Linked DNA regions of Mus musculus: region 1 is linked to region 2. The links are chromatin contacts, called in public HiChIP or PLAC-seq maps. All regions are on one chromosome and are shown on one strand. Each heading gives the region's core, a stretch centred on a gene start, on an enhancer-like site or on the middle of the called end of the contact. The rest is flanking DNA. Distances are from core to core; before and after follow the strand shown. Region 1 holds the start of Anks1b (ankyrin repeat and sterile alpha motif domain containing 1B). Region 2 holds the start of Actr6 (ARP6 actin-related protein 6).

What was found. HiChIP or PLAC-seq counts read pairs in DNA pulled down with a chosen protein or histone mark.
Region 1: a contact with region 2 is called in an H3K4me3 HiChIP or PLAC-seq map of forebrain, with 4 times the contacts expected there. The contact joins the promoter of Anks1b here to the promoter of Actr6 in region 2. A contact is called at or near these places in 7 of 39 promoter capture datasets (cranial neural crest, frontonasal cranial neural crest, hippocampal neurons and 4 more), 26 of 484 Hi-C or Micro-C datasets (the HL-1 cell line, the N1E-115 cell line, cerebellar granule neurons and 13 more), 6 of 115 datasets of contacts at active chromatin or transcription factors (astrocytes, embryonic forebrain, embryonic stem cells and 2 more) and 2 of 9 other capture datasets (adipose tissue and pancreatic islet).

The regions. Positions count from the first base shown.
Region 1 is chr10:89,869,946-89,875,681 of GRCm38.p6, forward strand. Anks1b (ankyrin repeat and sterile alpha motif domain containing 1B) reads left to right here and starts at 3,564. Exons shown (of 27, transcript NM_001359241.1): 1 at 3,564-3,860. The coding sequence starts at 3,727.
Region 2 is chr10:89,730,695-89,736,184 of GRCm38.p6, forward strand. It overlaps Actr6 (ARP6 actin-related protein 6), which reads right to left and starts at 1,601. Exons shown (of 11, transcript NM_025914.3): 1 at 1,480-1,601. The coding sequence starts at 1,547.

The DNA.
Region 1 (5,736 bases), core at 2,314-4,813, 140 kb after region 2:
TTGTTCCACCTATAGGGTTGCAGATCCCTTTAGCTCCTTGAGTACTTTCTCTAGCTCCTCCATTGGGGGCCCTGTGATCCATCCAATAGCTGACTATGAGCATCCACTTCTGCACACACACTTCTTAGCTTGCTTAAAATTATTTATAATTTCATTTGTGTACACCATAATTTAAAATAAGGAATTTAAAAGAAGTAAGGTCTACATTACTTTTTAAAAGCAATTATATCTACTTCCTAGCCCTAAAATCAGAATAAAATAAGAATCTCTGTATTTCATCACAAGAATACATTGTTAGGACGGGGAAGCCCAGTAGAGATGAATTCCAAACTTTTATGTAACAAAGTTAGATCCAGATTGACTAGTTGGCTTCCAAGATTTAATGCTTCTTTCTACCACTCACAGATGCAAAAATGTTTGATGAAATCTGGACACTTACAAAACATTCTAGTTATCTAGCCTCTTTGGATTTTTCGAATAATGTTTTCTCTTTTAATTTGCCAGCTTATTCTCATTTAGTGGAAGCCCTTTTCCTCTTCAATAGGAAGTTAGAAATTATCTAAAATAAAAAGTGTAGAGTAGAAAAATTGCATTTGAATATCATATGTCAGCAGAGTGCCTGGAACTGATCTATGATTCGATATTGGTTGATATTTCAGCTTTGGTCATCTGAGTACTTACAGGGTATTCTGGGAAAAGTTTGTTTTGTTCAGGAGACAAACAGTAGTAAGGAAGAAAGGGATTTTCTTGTGCATAATGAATTCATGACTACTCATTTCTTGTTTCACGAACGGTTTAGCTAGGCCTGTTATGTCAGGGGGCATATATCATCTTCTCATTAAAATAGATTTTAAAATGAAAAGGAAAAACAAAATGTCAGACAGTCAAACTCTATACCCTCTGGGGATCCTGCAAGGAGAAGCTACAAATTTACCTGATGCTCTGAGCCACTGAAATAAAATTTTAGAAAACTGAGCTACAGAAAAACACTCTAATTTACTCTATCTATCTATCTATCTATCTATCTATCTATCTATCTATCTATCTATCTATCCATCCATCCATCCATCTATCTATCTATCTATCTATCTATCTATCTATCTATCTGAATGTCTTTTGAGTTTCCCTGTTGTTTACCTAAAGTTTTGGCCTAAGTGGCAGGGAGTCCTGGATCTGTCTTATCATAGTTTCCAATGATGTGACTTTGAGCTCATCAGTTTCCTCGTATGCGCACTAAGGATAAAAGAGGTACCTCTGACTCCACAGAAAAGTGAAATGCACACATGATAGTCTCATAGTCTACAGAAATTTTGTTGAGTACTGAAACAAAAAGTGTAGAAAGCATTTAGTACATATGGCTTCTGGCATGTGGTAACTGCTCATCAAATGTTTGTAAGAATTAATTTCTGTGTAATTTGCTATTCAATGGGGTCTCAGGTTGGGATCTGAATTAAGTCAGTTCTAGGATCCAGCTGTTAACTTTTTCCATTTATTTTAAAGATATATTTCTAATTCTGTGTGTGTATGTGGGTATGCACACATAATTGTCAGGCCTGTGGAGGCCAGACGATCTGGGTTCTCTACAGGTGGAGTTACACAAAGTTGTCAGCCACTCGATATGGGTGCTAGGAACAGAACTGATTCTCTGCAAGAGCAGGAAATACTCTTCTCAGGAAATACTATCTCTCAGACTATCTATCTATCTATCTATCTATTTATTTAATGGAAGCACACAGGTGTGTGTGTGTGTGTGTGTGTGTGTGTGTGTGTGTGTGTGTATGGAGACCAGAGGACAACTTGTGGGAGCTATTTTTCTCCTTTTTTTTTAAAAAAGATTTTTATTTATTTATATGTAAGTACACTGTAGCTGTCTTCAGACACTCCAGAGGGAGTCAGATGGTTGTGAACCTCCATGTGGTTGCTGGGATTTGAACTCTGTACCTTCGGAAGAGCAGTCGGGTGCTCTTGCCCACTGAGCCATCTCACCAGCCCCTATTTTTCTCCTTTTTACTATGAGGGCTGGGGAGACTGAACTCAGGTCTTCTGGCTTAGCACATTTACCTGCTGAGGCATCTTACTAGCTCCCAGGTCCAGTTTGTCAGCCAACGACTGTGTGGCATCTTGTCCCTTTCTGGACCTCTCCTTTAGTTCTAAAGTAATATACAGTAATAATATCCAGTTCGTTGGGTTGTTGTAAGCAAAATGACAATCACATCTTTTCCTATCAACTGACCACAAGCTGTCACAGGAAGTTTCAAAAGAAAATAAGCATGCGTTCTCTGCCACGAGCAAGGAAAACATCCAACAAAATCAAGGCAGTCATACACAATGAACTGCTGATGATATATGCAAATCAAAGCAGCTCTCTCATCCATGCCCATTTATATTTTTCCTAGGGTGGATGTGGAAGAATTTCCAATGAGAACCCTTTTTCTGGTATTTGCACAAGTCAGCAGCTCTCCAAAGCCCGAGTAAAATTCAGGCTGATTAAAGACCCTAAAAAACCTGCAAAAGTCACAAGGCATTCAGTGGTTCAGAAACTAGGATAAACCAAACCTCTTCAGCTTCTTCCAAGGACGGACATCTCAGACTCTCACCAGAGAGGTAAAGCAAGAGGATGAAATATCCTTCAAGTCCCCCGGACTGGGACAGAAACTGCAGCAAAAGCGCCTCTTCTCAGCACCTCGTTCTCCATCACCTCCTAGTGGAAGATTTTCCCCAAGTCTGGTTACTGACTCTGGGCTTCAGGCAGAGAAGGCGCCTCAGCAGCTAGCGGGGTGATCTCCAGTACTCACACAGTTAAACCTCTTCAGAGACGGGAGAAGGGAGCAGAAGCGGGGTGGGGGGTGGGGGGAGAAGAGAGAGGAGGGAGAGGGAGCAAAGAGCGGGGAAGGAGGGAGGAGAGCGGAGGGAGCACGGAGGAGGGAGCAAGGAGGACCCCGCCCACTGGCACAGAACTGCACCCCCCCCCCAACCCCCCGCCCGCCCCACGGTCGGCCCCGGGCCGCACCTGCCGCGCGCACACGCCCCCCGCGCGCCGAGCCTCCGAGCCGCCGCCGCCGCCGCCGCCCTCCGCACGCACCCGCCGCGGCTCGTCCGCACAGCCCAGCCTCGGCGCGGGCCGCAGCCACCCCAGCCGCGGGCCGCGGCCGTCGTCCCCGTGTAAGCCCCGAGCCCGCCGGGCGCGGAACCCAGGTGGATCCAGGCTGGGCGTTTGTACGCACGGGCCTCCGCTGCCGTGGTTCGATACCCTCTAGCTCTGGGGAGGACGCGCTCGACTCGCTCCCTCCTCATCAGCCTCAGAGCGCTCCTTGAGCTCCTCAGTGCCGGAGCATCCTCCCCGCTGCTCAGCATCCTCCTGTCAGCGCCGGAGCATCCTGCTCAGGGCTCGGCGTTCTCTGAGCTCAGCATCCTCCTTCCGTTCCTCGGCAGCGCCCGGGCCCGGTCCCCACCCGCTCGCACCCCACCCGCGGGAAGGAGGCCTCGGGAATGCAGGGGAGTGGCTGTGGGGGCGCGTCGCCGCTTGGCCAGCCCCTCTGCCCAAACACAGGCTGCTCCCCATTGTAGAAGCTGCGCGGAGAGAAGGAGGACGGCGTGCTGCTCCCTGCGCGGGGCTGCAGGGAATAAGCCCGGGCATCCTTATAGGGTGGGGCGGGGAGGGCCCTGGCTTTTGGGGAGTGGACCTGGAGCAGGGAAAGGACTCTGTAGCGGACTCGGTGAGAGACTATGGGGAAGGACCAGGAGCTGCTGGAAGCTGCTCGTACTGGCAATGTGGCTCTGGTGGAGAAACTCCTATCTGGCAGGAAAGGAGGGATCCTGGGTGGTGGATCCGGACCTCTGCCCCTGTCTAATCTGCTAAGGTAAGAACTGGCACTCACTGCGGGCTCGGGGTGGTGGTGGTGGTATGCACACCCCTCGTTAGCATTGTGATGGGTACGTTCTCTCCTCAGGGTATATTGCACCTGGAGGTGTCAGCGATTCATTCTTAAATTAGACAGGAAAACAGACCGTGTGTGTGAAGAGGAGGCAAGAGCCTCCCAGTTAGACCGATGCTTTAGACTCTTGGAGTAATTTTAAAATAGCTTTTCCATCAATGCGTCAATCAGCTACTTTTCTCTAAACCGTGGTGCAGAACTTGTACATGTACTGGTGTTGCTAGAAGGAAATCGGCATGCCTGGTACTGTTTGTGTTTGCAGCTGTGAAAGCCCACCCCCTACTATTTGGCTATTTAAATGAGAAGCTTGTTGGATGCTTGCAGTTATCCTGCGAAAGCCACCGACTCCCTGGATTGCTGCTTCCTTCTTGGGCAGAAAGCATCAGCAGTGGGTAACGATCCCACAAAAACAAAGCCAGGGAACCTTCTGAGATGTCAATCAGGAGTGTGTAAAACTTGATGAGGCAGGTTGGGCAGCTTTAGTTTACTTTCAGTTTCCCAGACACAGCTGAGGGAAACATCCGGCTTGGGAAAGCGTGTGTGGAATAAATACAGCAGAGGCCTTTTAATGTTAACATGTTGCAGGTGAGACGAATATTAGTTCTCAAAGGTTCTTTCTAAGGTGACATTAAAAAAAGTCAAAGTCTTTATTCACCATACTAGAGAGAGCTAGAGAGAGCAGGGTTTGTCTGCATGTTTGAGAAACTATTAAAAGTTGAATTGAACAAATGAAATCTCTTAGGAGGCAGGAAGCCTGAAGAGCACTCAATGAAATTCAAGGAAAGCTCTTTAGTTCTCAAGTCGTGATTGTTCAGTGTGTCTTGTGTATTTTTGGAGGCATCTATCATCATACATAACTCTATCTTAAAACATCTCTTAATGGCAACTTAATGATACTTGTAAAAAAAATTAAAAGCTGGAGTGGTTTTCTTGCTTAAAAATATTTTGTATTACTTTTTATAAAAAATAAAAATAATTACACTTACTTGGTGTGTGTGTGTGTGTGCGTGTGTGTGCACGCTGTGCATGCCATCTACCCCATTCAGAAAGCAGAGGGCAACTTGTGAGAGCCTGTTTTCTCCCTCTATCATGCAGATTCAGGAAGTGGTACTCAAGTTCTCAGGTTTGAGAGCAAGCAAGCATCTTTATCCACTCAACTAGTGCAAGGCTGTGACCCTTTAATACAGTTCCTCATGTTGTGGTGACTCCCAACCACAAAATTATTTTTGTTGCTACTTTATAACTGTCATTTTGCTACTGTTATGAATTGCAAGGTAAATATCTGTGTTTCCTGGTAGTCTTAGGTGATCCCTATGAAAGGGTCTTTTGACCCTCAAAGAGATTGCAAGCCCTGGGGTTGAGAACGGCTGCTCTGACCTTTTGTGCTGATGTCCTTATGTGTTTGATACAAACTTATGCATGAAAATATTGTGGCATGGACACAGGTTCTCATAGGTTGTGATCAGATGGTGCAATTAATTATAATACTGCCTCTAGGGGGGAAGAAAAAGGTTATATTACAGTGAAATGAACATACCTGAAAAAGGGCAAGATTTAAAGAGCCATGTACTATTACATATACTTGGTGACAGTGACACTATTGGAATAATATTTCATTGCAGAACAGTGGTTATGTATAGAAGCTCTGCCCCCAGTGGGTCTTAGAAAACATAACTCTTCCGCGTGCTGTCTTCCATTTTCAAACACAACTAGATAATATATGTATTTTAGACATCAGTTTTGGTATTTACCTGTAGATTATAGAAAAGTTTAGTTACAATTTTTAGTTAGAAGTGAACTA
Region 2 (5,490 bases), core at 351-2,850:
GTGTAAAGTCTGGCTGTGGGCCTTGATTTGTCTTTAACGAGATCAGGGGGCCAGGAATGATGGGTTATGCTTACAATTCCAGCACTCAGGAGGCTGAGACAGGAGGACTCTCATGAGTTTGAGGCCAGTTTAGGATACACAATGCCCAGCTGGGCCACTGCGTAAGACCTTATCTCAATAAAGAACCACAGGGGCTTGGAGGCTATATAGTTCAGTAGCACAGCACTTTCCTAACATGTCCTAGGCCCATAATTCATTCTCCAGCACATTAAAAACAAAACAGAAAATCTGGTTCTATATGTATTTACATGCATCTGTTTATTTATGTATTTATGTGCACAGGTATTTTTCCTGCGTGTATGTCTGTGCACCGTGTGTGTGTGTGTGTGTGTATGTGAGAGAGAGAGAGAGAGGGAGAGAGAGAGAGAGAGAGAGAGAGAGAGAGAGAGGGAGAGAGAGAGAGAGAGAAAGAGAGGAGTTACAGACAGTTGTTAGCGGCCATGTAGGTGCTGGGAATTGAACGTAGGCCCTCTAGAAGAGCAGAATGAGCGGGTTAGCCATTTCTCCAGCCCCATGTACCTAGTTCTTAATGAGGAAAAAAAAAACTTATGTGGAAGCCTTATATATAAATGGCTTCCATCACCACTAAAGCTGTGAGAATCTGGTCATATGAGAATCTGGTCATATGGGCTGGGCTAAGAAGTAATGTTGTGCTTGTCCACCGTGCAAGAGTTCAACATAGCATTAAAAAAAAAAAATTCAGTCAAATGCCCACTGAGTTCTGAAGTAGTGGCCCTCAGCTGTAATCCTAGCAACCAGGAGGTGGAGGCAGGAGGATCTTAAATTCAAGGTCATCCTGGATTACACGCTGTGCTGCAAGGCAGCAGGGGGTGTAGCTCTGTGGGAAGGTACTAATTACCTACGCAAAGTCCTAGATTTCAGTTCTAGCACTGTGAAAGTCTACTATTTATTCAAACATACATTTTATAAAACACATCTTAAGATGCCACCGTAGCGTTCCTGACTTTACCAACCAGGTTATTCAACTTGGTTCCCCAATGCCTTCAAACTCCCTGGACTCTAATGAAGTGGGTTTTACTATTTGGGAGGTTGGGGGGCATTGAACCTTTTGAGGATCCGATGAAAACCTATAATCGTGTTCCCCTAAAGGCGAAACGTTGCCCACTATTTCTGAAATTTCATAAACTTTAGTCTCCTCAGTCAATCTCGAGAAGCCTATTTCCCGTTACCAAACGGAACATACATTCACTTCCGCAGCCCCGCGGCCTCAAACAAAAAATCAAAGTCAATTTCAGTTCAAAGCATCAAACCAACCAACGAACCCAGCTCGAAACTGAGCATCCCCCGACTGAGGCTGGAGGCGCGCGATGGCGTCTGTGGATCACGCAAATCGGAAAGCATAGTCTGTCAAGTTAAAAGGCGTACGTGTCCTGTCCCTCGGGAACGACGACCACTTACGAGACACTGTCATGGCTGTAACCGATTTTGGCGTTGTAAGCTCCATTATCCAGAACTAGGGTCGTCATTTCGGCACGCACCACGCTGCAGCGGAGTCGCTTTCCCACTGTTTGAATCTCCTCTGCTCAGGCTTCTTCCGGTACTCTATGGTCGATGGGGGCGTGGCCGTGGCGTAAACTTCCGGTTACCCTGACAACGGAGTACGCCAGAAGTCGAGCAGCGGAGCAGCCCTTCCTGTGCTTGTATCCAGTTTTCAAATGCATCGATTTTCGGTGGCAGCGACATTCCGTAGTAGAAACTGCTAAGTACTTTATTTCTTTTGATTTTCTTTACTGCGCACATTGGCGAGTGGAAGCTTTTTGTGAGCCCTTTGGTGGGCTGCGTGTGCGTGTATCTGATTAGAGTTGTTAAGACACTCCGAGCCTTGAAGAATTGAGTATGAAACCATACGCATCGTGGAACTGGATACGAAGTCTCTTCAGCCTCACCTTCATTTCTTGGCACTCGTCATCAGGTTATAGAATTTGGTCACAATAAATTATGTATGGGCTGTGTTGTTATCTGCGTTGTGCTTTAACTTATTTGCACATTCCCCAACGAATCCCCCTGCTTGTTCTCCGCTACTTATTTATGTATCCTATCTACAAAGGACTTCTTGACATCTGACATGTTCCTTGTCTGCTCTGACTCCTGGAATTAGATATCGTTCCTGGGTGTTTCTGTACAACGGAGAGCTTGTGTTTCATAATGTTAAGAAAAAGTTTTGGAGTTGAGCGTAATGGTACACGCCTTTAATCCCAGCACTCGGGAGACAGAGGGAGGTGGCTCTCTGGGTGTTCAAAACCAGCCTGGTTTACGTAGGACAGCCAGACATACACGATACAGAGAGTCTCTCTCAAAATGTTTTGATTGGAATGTAGACTCTGCTACAAAATAATCTCGGGTAATGAATCTGATATAAATGAATACACAGCCATGCTTAAGAGTAAGTTAGCTACACAGAGAAACCCTGTCTCAAAAAAACCAAAACCAAAACAAAAAAAAAAAAAAAAAAGAGAGAGTAAGCTGTTTCACTTTCTTTACACGTATTAACTAGTGTTTAAAACTCCAGGAGATAAAGAGATGAGAGTGTGGCCTTCTAATTTTAAACTGTGACTATGACATTAAAAACATATAAGCGGGCTGGAGAGACGGCTCAGAGGATAAGAGCACTGACTGCTCGTCCGAAGGTCCTGAGTTCAAATCCCAGCAACCACATAGTGGCTCACAATCACCTGTAATGAGATCTGATACCCTCTTCTGGTGCATCTGAAGTCAGCTACAGTGTACTTATGTATAATAATAAATAAATCTTAAAAAAAATGTTTAAACTAAGCCGGGCGGTGGTGGCGGACATCTTTAATCCCAGCACTTGGGAGGCAGAGGCAGGCAGATTTCTGAGTTCAAGGCCAGCCTGGTCTACAAGTGAGTTCCAGGACAGCCAGGGCTATACAGAGAAACCCTGTCTCAAAAAAAAAAAAAAAAAAAAAAAAAAGAAAAAAGAAAAAAAAAGAAAAAAGAAAAAAATGTTTAAGCAACTTAATGACCCTTGGGTTATCTAAATTATAAAATAAACTAATATGACTCTCACTATGTTATAGAATGGTTTAATATTAGTGTTAGAAGTCAAGCACCTACCTGTCAATAGATACTGTTATCATTTTTTTTAGTTTGCTTAATATTTATTTTGAGATAGGGTTTAACATAGCCCAGGCTGGCTTCAAATTTACTATATAGAAGGGCGCTCTTGAACTTGGGATCCTCCTGTCTCCGCCTGCAGGAGTTCTGGAATTACAGGCCTGCGCAACCTTGCCTGGATTGTCTGGTACTGAGGACAAAACCCCAGGGCTTCATGCACCTTCTGTCAACCTGCCTAACCATCAAACTCCTTCAAATCAGGCAGAGTATTCTATTGATAATCTCTACTGATATATATTAAAAAGTTAATTAGGGTCAGGCAGTACTGGTGCACACCTTTAATCCCAGCACTGGTGGGGAAGAGGATGGAGCAGCTGGATCTCTGAGTTCGAGGCCAGCCTGGTCTAAAGAGCTAGTTCCAAGACAGCCAGGGCTACACAGAGAAATTCTGTCTTGACACCAAACAAACAAACAAACAAATAAAAGAAGTAAATGAGGGCGTGGGGACGAAGCTCAGTGGTGGAATTGCTCTCTCAACGTTTTCAAGGGGTCTGGGTTCTGATCTCTAGCACTAGAAATAAAATGAAAACCTTTCTGAATGTCTAAGGTTAATTCTGACCAACATCAACACTCTATTTTATCCAATTCAGTTAGTAAGGTGGTAAGAACTCAGGCTGAGGCAGGGTGACCACCTGCTCCAGCCCAACTTGGGAGACATATCAAGGCCAGGGATGGTACTTTCAAAACCAGCAAACTAAGCTCGACAGAACAAAAAAGTGATCAGCTCTTTTTCTGCAGTCAAGTGGCACAGCTCTTTTAAATCTTCTCTCACACAGCAACCGTCATTTCTATTTGTCTCTCATCCTTAAACTATGCACTTTCAATCCTGTTTCTCCTCCTGTGCGACAACCCTTTCTTATTTAAACATTGTTTTGGCTTTCCTCACCAAATTTTACATGCTTTTTGATCAAGATTATTCTTGGTCTTGACTTTAGTTATTATTGAATAAGATACATCCTAAACCAGAAATTCCTATCTTAATTGTTTCCACACCCAAATCCTTAAACACAGGGAACGTAACACTGCATATTACTTTTCCATAATGGCTTGTCCCACCCGCTGAACTCATCTCAGGCATTGCTGTTCCACCAAGCTCCACTCCGTGCTCCAAGCTAGAAACTTCAATTACTGCCAACTCTTCAGTCTCTGGAATCTATGATTGATCTGGCTTCCTCATCTCTCGCCTGAAACAGTGCCACCACCTTCTCGGTGCCCTTCCTGCCTCCGTTCTCTTTTCTCCTCTGAAATGAAAGCATAATTATTAGTAAATATTCTTATAAATCAGAAATCTGGTTAGCCTCCTGTTATCTGGTTATATTGACTGCCAACCTGGCAAGATATAGAATCAGCCAGGAGACAGATTTCCATGCATGTATGTGCAGGATTATTCTAGTTTGGTTAATTGTGTCATGAAGACCTGTACTGGCTTCCAGACTGAAATGATTAAGTGTTTCCTGATTCCCGACTATGGAGACTTTGTGACCACTTGCCTTCATCACCTGCCACCGTGACTTCCCCATCATAACTACACCTTCCAACTGTGAGCCAAATACAGACACTTTCCCCCTTAAGAGAATTTTGTCAGGTATTGCATACAGCAATGATAAAGGTAATACAAAATATTGGTACCAAGAAGCGGAACTGTTCCTGTGATAATCCTAGCCATGTAATCCTAGGGCTTTGGAACTGCTTTCCAACAGGGAGGAAAGGCCGCAGCGGCAAGCAAGAAAAGCAAGAGAGGGGGCTGGTGAGATGGCTCAGTGGGTAAAAGCACCCAACTGCTCTTCCAAAGGTCCGGAGTTCAAATCCCAGCAACCACATGTGGCTCACAACCATCCGTAACGAGATCTGACTCCCTCTTCTGGAGTGTCTGAAGATAGCTACAGTGTACTTACATATAATAAATAAGTAAATAATAAATCTTTAAAAAAGAAAAGAGAAGCAAGAGAAGAGAAGGTATTTCTGGAGGAGTGGGTTTTTTAAGGACAAAAGAAGGGAGTCTGTGTGTGTTCATAAAGCCCAATTGGACGTATTAGCAGAATAATGAAGTTTGTTTGTTGGAACTTGGTGTTTTGCCTCAGAAATGAGTCAGTGGCCAAATAATGGAATAGACTTTGGGGGGGGGGTAGCCTTAGGAATGTAACAGGATTTGACCAAGGAGAGAAAAAGGCGGGGGGGGGTGTATAAGAGCAAAACCTGTCTGATCCAGCCCCTTCAATGTGGATGGCTAAAACGAATAATGGACTGGATACATTGTGCTCTATGAGATGGCCA